Linked DNA regions of Oryctolagus cuniculus: region 2 is linked to region 1. A link is a contact called in public Hi-C data. All regions are on one chromosome and are shown on one strand. Each heading gives the region's core, a stretch centred on a gene start, on an enhancer-like site or on the middle of the called end of the contact. The rest is flanking DNA. Distances are from core to core; before and after follow the strand shown.

What was found. Hi-C and Micro-C count contacts between places; a contact is called where the count stands out from the background.
Region 2: a contact with region 1 is called in a Hi-C map of an unstated tissue, with 2.0 times the contacts expected there. The contact joins the promoter of LEF1 here to the enhancer-like site in region 1. A contact is called at or near these places in 2 of 6 Hi-C or Micro-C datasets (ear pinna and an unstated tissue).

Annotation. Positions count from the first base shown.
Region 1 is chr8:56,462,210-56,467,724 of mOryCun1.1, forward strand. No RefSeq gene overlaps it. Among named protein-coding and RNA genes, the nearest start is that of RPL34, 14 kb to the right of the region's middle. Within about 2 kb of position 2,817, at least 1 of the 8 cell types and tissues checked has an H3K27ac peak or open chromatin away from gene starts, as enhancers often do.
Region 2 is chr8:56,918,562-56,924,076 of mOryCun1.1, forward strand. It overlaps LEF1 (lymphoid enhancer binding factor 1), which reads left to right and starts at 2,906. Exons shown (of 11, transcript XM_051820129.2): 1 at 2,906-3,735. The coding sequence starts at 3,523. LOC103350731 (a long non-coding RNA gene) reads right to left here and starts at 2,522. Exons shown (of 10, transcript XR_011378317.1): 1 at 2,394-2,522.

The DNA of each region.
Region 1 (5,515 bases), core at 1,567-4,066:
TTCTAAATGCTAATGGGCTTACAACACTTTGATGTCTCCCAATTACCCATAGTAGCAGTTCCCAAACTTGTTCAGAAAGCAGAGTACTTAGAGATCATGGTGCTCTTGGCAGAATATGATAGATTTATATATTATGCCACAAATTAATTTATTGTTAATCAGATTTTGTGTGAATAATATCTAACATCAAAGATTTAAGAAAAATGTAAATCAGCAAATTCACTCATACATTTACATTTTTTTCTTAAAAATTGGGAATCTTAGATTACCATGCAGAAGATCAAAGTTTTATGAATTGCTTTTTTTTTTTTACCAAAATGTTAGATTTCTCAAGATAATGCTCAAAAGAAAAATATAATCTTCCCTGGTTTTACATAGTGGTTGCATTCCTAGAAATTTAAGTATTTATTAAAACCATGCCAAAAATACTTTGTATGTTTATATTTAAGTGGAGTTTACTAAAGCTTGGATAATGATAAACAGGTTTCTTAAATATATAACAATCTGATCGGGTATTGGAAAATCATGTAGGACTCAGGGGAATTTGCTGAGCAGAAATGATCTATGTGTTACAGACGGTCCAGCACTGATGCCCCAACAAATTTCCTAAACATGTCATAGGTGCTACCTGGTTTGAACTAAGCTACTTGACCGTGAGCTCCTGGAAGGCACTTAGAGGTCTTGTATTCACCTTGAGAGCTGAGCTCCATTCCAGTGTCTGGAGCATCATGAATGCTCAATTTATTGGCAGGACAAATAAAATGAATTAGTGAGTTCATGAACAGGAGACTTTGGAGATCACTAGTCTAATCTGGAACTAGCAAACGACTTACCCAAGATCATAGAAATAGCGGCAGAGCCAGTTCTACAGCCTAGGCTTCTGATCTTCTAATACAACACTACTTCACTGTAGCAGGGATCTTCAGATTGGAGTAAAACATTCATGGGGCACCATTAATGTTCCAAGAGGGTACTGGGGCATTGCTAGTTTTAAGGAAAACAATTACTACATTATCAGCCTCCACCTGCGCTCTTTCCTACAATTGACCCCTCTGAGAAAATTTCATTCCAATTCTTCCAGTGCTCCTTTTTACAATAACTCTTCTCCCATTGTAGAAAAGAAAGGAAACCTCAAACCCTGATGATGGTCCATGGTGCTTGACTAGAGGGATATAAAATTAAAGGCAGTAAAATGGACCATCTTAAATATGGGGTCAGCACAGCCTCTTCCAAGCAGAGCACCTCTTATGGCCTTCTGTCCACTCAGAGCCAGAGTCAGACATACCCACAATGCCTCACAGGACTCAGGGCAAGAATGCCAATATGGGCCAAAATATCTTATGTCTAAATCAAGTTGACAAATGGCTCAAGAAGATATGTTCTGTCCTCCCACTTTGACAACCGTACCTCCCAAACCTCACTTCAATAGCTGGGTTTGATTTTAGAATTCTAGGGCTCTTCGGTTTCTCTGCCTAAAACATGGCAGTGCAGGAGCAGCCCATTCCCTGCCCAGCCCCCTGGTCCTTCTCACAATTGAGGGGACTCATGTGTAGGTCTGTAGACAACTCAGCCCAGTGTCCAAGCTCCATCCACACACCCTTCAGGCACCCTCAGACCTATGGATGAGCTTGTCCAAGACACAATCCTCCCTTGAGATGGCCAGAGAGGAGGAATGCTCAGGCACTGCCAATTAATGTCTAGAAGGGGATCAGGTTTTGGGGATCAGCAGCCCCCTGGTCCCCTGATGTTTCCTTGTGGTGTGAGATACTGGCAGGGGACAGCCACAGCAGCCCCCTAATGCATGGGACCCCGAGTAGTGGTCCCTCTTGCCCAGATCTGAGGGTCATATTGGTTCTAACTGTAACATACAATCTGGCACCCTGTGAACTCCTTACTCTCATTTCTAACGTTCTCTCCCTCAGCTCCATCTACCTGGCACCCTCCTGCCGTCAAACCATTCTCTGCTCAGAAAGCCCTTTCCCAGATATCTTCATGGTTCCTTTCTCTCAACCTTCAGGCTTTTCTTAAACGTCCCCTCCTTGGGAAGGTCTTCCCTCACAATATTCAAATTGAAGACTGAGCCAGCTCTGTGGCACAGCAGGTTAACGCCTTAGCATATGGGCACCAGTTCGAGACCCAGCTGCTCCACTTCAGACCCAGCTCTCTGCTATGGCCTGGGAAAGCAGTGGAGGATGGCCCAAGTCCTTGGGCCCCTGCACCCGCATGGGAGACCTGGAAGAAGCTCCTGGCTCCTGGCTTCGGATCGGTGCAGCTCCGGCCGTTGTGGCCAATTGGGGAGTGAACCATTGGATGGAAGACCTCTCTCTCTCTCTCTCTCTGCCTCTCCTCTCTTTGTGTAACTCTGACTTTCAAATAAATAAATCTTTTTTAAAAATAAAAATAAAATAAATTGCAAAACAGAAGTTGGGAGCTTGGATCTCAATCCAGGACTCCTATCTGATCACTTGAGCCACTGCTGCTGTCCTCCAGGGTCTACATTGCTCCAATGTGGATGCTGGCATCTTAACCACCAGCCTAAATATGTACTCCTTGTTCATTCATTTGTTGTTTGTGAGTCCTCCACTAGGGCAAGGATTTTTATCTATATTGTTCATCCCAGTGCCTAAAATATTACCCAGTTCATAGCCAATGTCTTAAAAATAAAAATTGACTGATAAAAAAATGATGGCAAGTCTTTCCCTGTCTTCCCCATACAGGAAACTGAGGCACTGGAGCAGGTCCTTCTGGCCCATACTGGGAACTCCCTGAACTCAGATGTAATGTAGATAGTGTTGACATGAGCAGGCAGATAGGATTAATTAGATTCATGAGCTGGAAAACCACACCCCTTCCTGCCGCCTGTGTGATCTCATGCACCTAACTGTTGATTAAATTACATAATCACTCCCCTTTGGAAGTGATTAAAAGATGTGGATCACGCTGGGTCAGCCCCCTTGTTGTCCCATGCCTTCTGGCACATGGCCTCCTGGCCCCACCTCTCTCTCCTTTCTGTCCACCCACTATGCTACCAGTGCCTACTCCTAACCCACGCTTCGCTCCACTTGGCTCCCAGCCTGCTCTCTGCCTGGTATGGACCCAGCTTATACTTTTACACTTCTTTCTCCCTTAAATAAAGCCCTCACCTTCCTTCGCACCTTCTCTCACTAAAAAAATACTAAAACTTACCTTCTTGCCTGTTTTATTTGAGCTGATATTCAGAATTTTTATCTAAACAGATAGCAAGGACCCTTAAGATATTAATATTAAAATAATTAATAACAACAGTGTGGGGACAATGATGTCAACATCCTTCTCACTTTTCACCACCTGAAATTGTCAAAGAATGCATCACTCCTGGGCGAGAGTCCCTTGAGACTGAAGCAGAGAACAGACTGAAGGGGCAGCCACAGGGGAACTGGGTGGCAGCTCTCCATGACTCTCTTTGGCTCTCTTGTAGAACTGTGAGAATTACTTATCAGTAAGGGATACTCAAGGAAATAGAACAGCAATATATGTCAAAGAAAAGGAATTCAGCTATTGGAAGAGCCTGTATTTTAAAAAGTTTCTGCTATCTAGCTTTTATTCAATATATTAAATCAAACCATTTTCTTCAAAATTATCAAAATGTTCATTCTACTGGCAATGATACACTTTAGAAGGCTATAAATTACTAAAGAAAATGTTTAGATGATGATCTAAAAATGTGCAAGGGTCTACATAGCTTTTCAGATTCTCGAAGGGGTATGTAAGCAACAAGAAATAAAGATCATTGTACTCTACCAGTTTTCATGGTATACGGCCATGTACCAAATCATGTCAGTGTTTAGAGAGATGGGGAAAAAGCAATCATTTTATTTTTTCCCATCACCCTTTGGGCTAATTAGACTTAAGACAGTTTTCTGCTTGCCTTACTTGAGGTCTCTTATGCAGTTGCAGTCCAATGGCAGTTGTCACTAGAAGCAGGGTCACCCAGCACAAAGTCCTCAAGCTATGACCTGCAGGCCAAATCCGACCTGACATCAGTATTTGCAAATAAAGCTTTACTGGAACATGGCATTTACATGGAACAGTCATTTATGAATTGTCCACGGCTACTTTCACTCTATGAAGGTCACAATTGAATAGTTGTGACAGAGACCATGTGGCCTGCAGAGTCCTTATACAACCTACATTAAAATGCAATAAACATTTGAATTTTCTTCAAGACCATTTGTTCTTTAAGCATGTCAAGCTGTAAGCTTACTCCCAACCCTACAGAGTTAAGAGGGCCCTCGGGCTATTTGTACAGGCCAAGGAATACAGAAGCTGAATGAAGGTCAGGGGAATTCAGTCAATAAGTTTGATCCTTTCCCTCCTTTATAGAAGGCTGGTGCCCAAGTTATCTAGGGAGTTGCATAATTTAAATATCTCCTGATGCAGAGGAGTTTCTTCAACTAAAGCAGTTTACAGAGCTTTTCTCTCAGTGATCTCCCTTAGGATGCAAAAAGTGGCATGGATCTTCTGGCCCTAGGGACAATATAAGTGCTCTAAGAGCTGTGTGCTGACAGGCTTGGTCCTTCCTAGTGACTAACAAGTTGTTCACACATTTCAGATTTATTGGGCTCTAAATATTGAGAGTGAACTGGGTTGCATGAATTAATTTTATTTGTAATATAAGCTGTCTGTTGACTTAAGGCAATTGCACATATTAATTCCTATGTTTGGAATGTTCTACATACTTGTCACCCAGCTAGTGTCTGCTTATCCTTGCTCTAACCTTAAACATCACCTCCATAGAAGAATACACCTTACCTGTCCATGAAGTTCTTAAATTGACCCACAGCACTATGAACTTTCCTTTATGATTTTTTTTTTTAATTTTTTTTTTATTTTTTGACAGGCAGAGTGGACAGTGAGAGAGAGAGAGAGAGAGAAAGGTCTTCCTTTGCTGTTGGTTCACCCTCCAATGGCCGCCACGGCCGGCGCGCTGAGGCTGGCGCACGGCGCTGATCCGATGGCAGGATCCAGGAGCCAGGTGCTTTTCCTGGTCTCCCATGGGGTGCAGGGCCCAAGCACCTGGGCCATCCTCCACTGCACTCCCTGGCCACAGCGGAGAGCTGGTCTGGAAGAGGGGCAACCGGGACAGAATCCGGTGCCCCAACCGGGACTAGAACCCAGTGTGCCAGCGCCGCAAGGCAGAGGATTAGCCTAGTGAGCCGCGGCGCCGGCCTCCTTTATGATTCTTATCCCAACGTGTGCAACTATCAGTGAGTTTGAGGTTCCTCCTTTACCGTTATCCCCCCTATGTACAATGTGGCAATGGGACAGTCTAGTCCACTTTGGTGAACCCTGTATTAATATTCAGCCAGCTGAAGTTTCCGGCACATGGGAGTTTCCAATAAATATCTGTTGGGTGAATGAATGAAAGCTAAATTATAAAAGAATATAAATATATGGGCTCAAACTCTTATAATCCTTCAGGTTAACCAGAAACATTTAGGATCACTAAGTTATTGAATAGCTAGTATCCTGGAAG
Region 2 (5,515 bases), core at 1,656-4,155, 460 kb after region 1:
ACTAAAGCTTTTGCAGCCCCATCGGAAGATTGTTACGATGCTAAAGACAATCAGCCCACGCCACGCACACGGCGGAGGGGACAAACAGCCACGAAAACCGAGTGAGGCACTGCCTGATTTCGTTAGAAACAGTGTTGCCGAAGGAGAGACTTGCAGCAAAGCGCCAAATGCGGCCACCTACCCTCGGCCCTAAGAGTAAATAGTTCCCACTAGTTATTGTTCCCCAAATTCCCATCTTCTCGAGCTCCTAATCTCCAGGACACCTGGAGTTGGGCTCCACAGGACTCAGGGAGTCCAGATAATTAACGTGAAGGAGAAAATGCGATTCGAATTAGTCGCAGCACTTAAGGGTGGGGGGGATGCAGGAGTCGTCATTTAATCTCTTCTTGGCTTCCAGAAAATACCCTGTGGCCATTCTTGGTGCCCCCTCCCCCTCCTCGGGAGTTTGATGAAAAGGAACGTGTATTCTGGCTGCTTTGGGGAAACTACATCTTCCTGTTCTTTTTCTATAAAATTGGCTCCGATATGGGAAGACTTAGTAACTTTGTTTAACCGTATCTATTTTCCAACGGGATGTGTGACATATTCACATCTATGGGACACAGGCTTACACTGCCGCCTCATTTCAGTGGAAGTTGCACGCCACAGCCATCTAAAAAAATTGGGTTGCTTTCCCATTTTTAAAAATTATTGCCTTGCACACGATAGCAGAATATCGTCTTCTCTGAGGCATAGCGTTGTCAGATATTTAAAGTGGATTTAATGTTTTGCTTTTCCTGGCTCCCTTTATCAGCCCCTTAATTTTACCAGAATCTTCCGGAAAGAATTTACCTGTGACTACTGACCACGTTCTATGGGACTACCTGAACCCTTTAAAATGATAGTTTCAAAAATTGCTTCCTAGTGAATCCCCATCCCCCAAAGTAGTAGTTATCAGCAGGTGAAGTTTTAAGTGCTCATTTACTCATACAAGGTCCAGCAGCCCGCAGTTTCACCAGTAGGAAAAGGGAACTTTACCTGACGATTACCGAAAAATAAAGCTAGAGTCTGACTGTGTCCTGTTTTCCTTATTTTCAATTCAAGGGAGATGAAGATGCATTTCTTCCTGCCTCCTGTTTACTGTTCTGAGGTTTTATAGATGGCTACTGTATTGGACATGATTTTGCCTGGATTTTAAACTGAGGGTGTTTGAGAGCCAAGGTACAAACTGTGTTTTCCAACTTTAGCTTCGCTTATACTGTGACTTTCACAAAGCATCTCCTTAAAAGTTCTGTCCTTGTACAAAATGCATCAAAGAGACGGTGGAGACTGGGGAATTTTGGGGGTTGGATTCGGATTTGCACCTTCAGCGCCCAGTCCAAGGTGCCAGGGACTGCCCTGTCCTCCCTCTCTCTTCTGGTTTCGCTCTCCTGGGTCCTGTTGCCTTCTCCTCCTCCTCGGGTTGTCTTTTCGTTCTCTACGAGGTTCCCACACGCTGGGGCACGTATCTCCCCAAACCCACGAGAGACCTAGCGTAAACAGATCCCGTGGTGAGGACACAATGAAAGAGATGCTGTTTATAAAGCGATAATTGGGATTCAGTCTTCAGTTGCTTCTTCCTCGTCCTATTTTTCTCGGTAAGCCTGGAGATTTTTTTTTTTTTCGCTAGCCTGTGCTCTCTTGTCCCTTCTCTACAAAGAGCATGCGGGTGGCATGATGTTTAGGGAAGCCACAACTCTCTTTACCATGTCCTTCTTGCCTCTCTTCTCTTACTAGTTCAGCAACGTCTATTATATCTCCCCCTTCTCTTCCTCAGTCCCCGATTCCCGCCTCATCCCCTGTCAGAGCATCCATCACTGCGGTGTCGATCACAGCGGCGGCGGCTTTCTCTTTCATCTTCCTCCCCCTGCCTGGGCTAGGGAGAGAGGGTAGGAGGCGGAAAGAAGGTGGGGGAGAGATTGGCAGAGGGAGAGGAGTGGGTGAGTGAATGGGGAGGGGGCAAGAGAAATGCTTAGATGGTGGAGTTAAGCCATTTGGGCAGAGTTTCTTGTCAATTTCACGCGAGCAAAGCGTGCCTCTCCGTGGGTTCTAAGCGGCGCCCGCTCTTCCCTTCCTTCTCTTGCCAAGTTGCCTGATCCCTTCCTCCAGGCGCGCGCGCGGACACACACACACACACACACACACCCCAAAACTAGGACTCGTCCTACAGGCTCTGGGAAAAGAAAAAGGGGGGGAAAGTCCTCAATCACCACCTCCTTCTCGCCGACTCCCTCCCGCCCCCTGCTCCAGCCGGCAGCCAAGGAGAGCTGGAGACGGGGGAGGGGCGAGGGAGGAGAAGCGACGCAAGTGGGTAGCTTTTCAGCGCCGCGGAGGCGCGGGAGGAGGAGAAGCGGTGGGGAGGCGCAGCCGCTCACCTGCGGGGCTGGGCGCGGAGGACGCACCCGGGCTGCGCGCTCTCGGGCCGAGGAGCCTGGACGCGCCCGGAGCCTCGCAAGCGGCCAAGCTCGGAGAGTCCCCTCCCTTCTGCCGGGCGAACCCGAGGGGCGCAGCTCTCCGCCTGGACAGAGCGGGCCGGCGGAGGCGTGGAGAGCGGCGAGCCAGCCGGCCCGAGAAACTCGAGCCGGGAACAAAGAGGGGTCGGGCTGCCCGTGCGTGTCGGCTCGCGCTGCGGGCTGAAGCGTTTGGGCCCAAGGCCCCTGCTGTGGCTCCCCGAGACCCCGCCGAGCTCTGCACCGCCGATTCCCCGCGCTCCTCGGCACAAACTTTATTCTTGGCAAACAACTTCTCTTTCTCTTCCCCTCCTCCTCCGCCCCCACCTTCTCCGCCTCCTCCTCCAGATTAAATGCTCCTCAAGGAGGAAAACTGAAGCGAAGGGGAAGGAAAGAAGCAGCTCTAAAACGGACATCACTGGCCCAGGCGGCTTTTTTTTTTTTTTAAGCCCTTCAGGAAGTGGACATTTCATTATCTTCTGATTCTCCTCGCACCTTCTCCGCTGGGGTAAACGGAGCCTTTTTGCCCGGCTCCCCTCTCTTCTCTCGGAAACCAGACTGCTAAATCGGCATCCGAGGAAGCTACGGTGGATAGGTTTGCGCGGAGACGCGCCCGCTAGCCTTTTCTCTGCACTTTGGGGAGTCGTGCTCCTTTCCGAGTCTGCGTCCTGGGCCCACAGACCCCGGTGGCGCGGGGGGCGCGGGGTAGCCGTCCGGGCCGGGGCAGGCTAGCCTAGCACGCGGCGCCGCACAGACGCCCCGGAGGCGCCAGCTGCAGCGGCTCTCGCCTTCCCGTGCCCTTCGGCCGTGGGGGCAGGCGCCGGCGCTGGTCTCGGCGAAGCGGGAAAGCGCAGGCGGCCGATCCCGCCGCCGCAGCTGCTCAGGCTACCGGCCGGCGGCCCCGCGCTCGCCCGCCTCGCTTCCGCCCGCCGTCCTCCCTCCCGCACCCTCTCCCAACTCTCCCTCCCCCTTTCTGCGACCTGCGCGGACCCCTCCTCTCCGGCTGTCGCCGCGGGTGCTCCCGCAGAGGAGCGGAGATTACTGAGCCGTCGGGATGCCCCAGCTCTCCGGGGGAGGCGGCGGCGGCGGGGGGGACCCGGAACTCTGCGCCACGGACGAGATGATCCCCTTCAAGGACGAGGGCGATCCCCAGAAGGAGAAGATCTTTGCCGAGATCAGTCACCCTGAAGAGGAAGGCGACTTGGCCGACATCAAGTCCTCCTTAGTTAACGAGTCTGAGATCATCCCGGCCAGCAACGGACACGAGGTGAGCGGGCCGCGCGCCGAACCCGGGAGCGTGGCGGCCCCGGGGAGCAGAGAGGGAGGAAGGGGGTCGAAGCGCCGGCCAGTCCCGGTGACCGGTCCCGAGTAGGGCCGTCGTTTGGGGCGGGGAGGGGGGGTGGGTTTGGCCGGGCCCCTGGATCGCCATTCCCCGTGGTTGTGTAGGGCGGGAGCAGGGGCGTGCAGGTAAACTCACTCCAAGTGTTTAGGGATTCGGTGGCTAAACGGTTGGTTTGCGGGCAGGAAAAAGCTGCCCTTCGCCCCTAACGTTTCGTGCCCGGGTTTGGTGGCGGGGCTGAGGGGCGCGAGGCATACAGGAGAGGCCGTCTGAACACAGTGAGGAGTTCTAACGCAGGACGGAAAACGGCGTGCACCCGCTCGCTGTCTCGGTGGGTGTCTGCAAAAGTGCGTTAAACCACCGAAGGCTTCGCAGAGCCGGAGGGGAGGAAGGGGAGGCAAGCGTGGGCCGGGCCCGGCAGGCGGGGCCGCCCCAACCGCTCCCGAGCGGGGCCCGCGCGGAGCCTGCGTGCCGGCGGAGGGGCGCGCGCCTGGGCTGCGGGGGCGGCGCGGGACTCGGTGCCCGTGGCTGCCAGGGGCTGTGGGTGAGCGCATGCTAAGCCGAGTCGCCCAGGGACCCGCGTACCTCTGCCCAACCCTAGTTTTCCCCAGCGCTCGCCGCTTAAAGAAGAAAGAAGGACGCCTTTACTCGGGGTTTGACCCGGAATCAGGCCCTGAATCTCTGCAGAAAAAAGGCGACAGGGCTGAGTGGGGAAGCGGGAGAAGCCCTTATCAGATGTGCAGGCCCGCGGCGGGCGCGCGCTGGTAACCTGAGTAGGGTAAATAGAGACACGTGGGTGCCGGCGGTGGGAAGGCGCGGGCCGGCCGCCGGGGCTGCGGCTGCGCGCGGGTGGACCCTCACGTCCGCCACTCGGCTGACCACCCGGGTTCGACAGCTGGGAAACCCGCCAGAGGAAATCCGGTAGAAAAGTCCTGACACCCACATGATTTCACCAACGTTTTTTTTTCCCCCAAAGCAACTTGGAGGGTATGCCTTTTGCCTTAAATGGCATCCTTCTACCCCCAAAAGGAACGCGTGTGGTTTTGGGGGCGGGGACAATTTGGGGTTTAAACAACACGTTTAAGAGCACCTCAGAGTTCCCTTCTCTATCCCAATGGCAGGGGTGAGTACGCATTTTGGAAGGTTGGGGGCCTGGGTGGTGTTCCTTAGCCCTGGCTCCAGTTTAGGGGAAGCGGGGCAGAGGGCGGGTAGTGAGGTACCTAGGGTGCACCCACTTCCAAGTAAAAGATTTGTGACTGTGCACTGGGGGCAGGGGGTCACTGGAAGGGCACACGTCCAGTGGACCAAACAGCCTCGAAAGCACTTAATCTTCCTGCCCAGCTCTTTCTCTCTGCTTGTCCTCCCTTGTCCGTAAATACATTTTCCAGCCACGTCACATTTTCTACACTTTTATGGTTGGAACCCCAGGTATTAGGGCCCTGTCAGTCTTGATTGACCCCAGTGGGAAGTTGGGCCATGGGCAGGCGCGGAGAAGATGATGAAGGGGGTAATACCACTGATTTGCACGTGGTTGAGCCTGGGTGGATGGTGGTTACCAAAACTGATGTTAACTGGGCTACCTTTTAGATGTCTGTAGCCCCACGCTCAAATTAACCACAGAACTGTTAGATTTTGCTCCTGTAAGCCAGTGCGCAGCCAGCCGTGGTGGAGCTCCTGCTGGGACCCGCTGAGGCAATTGCCTTAAGAC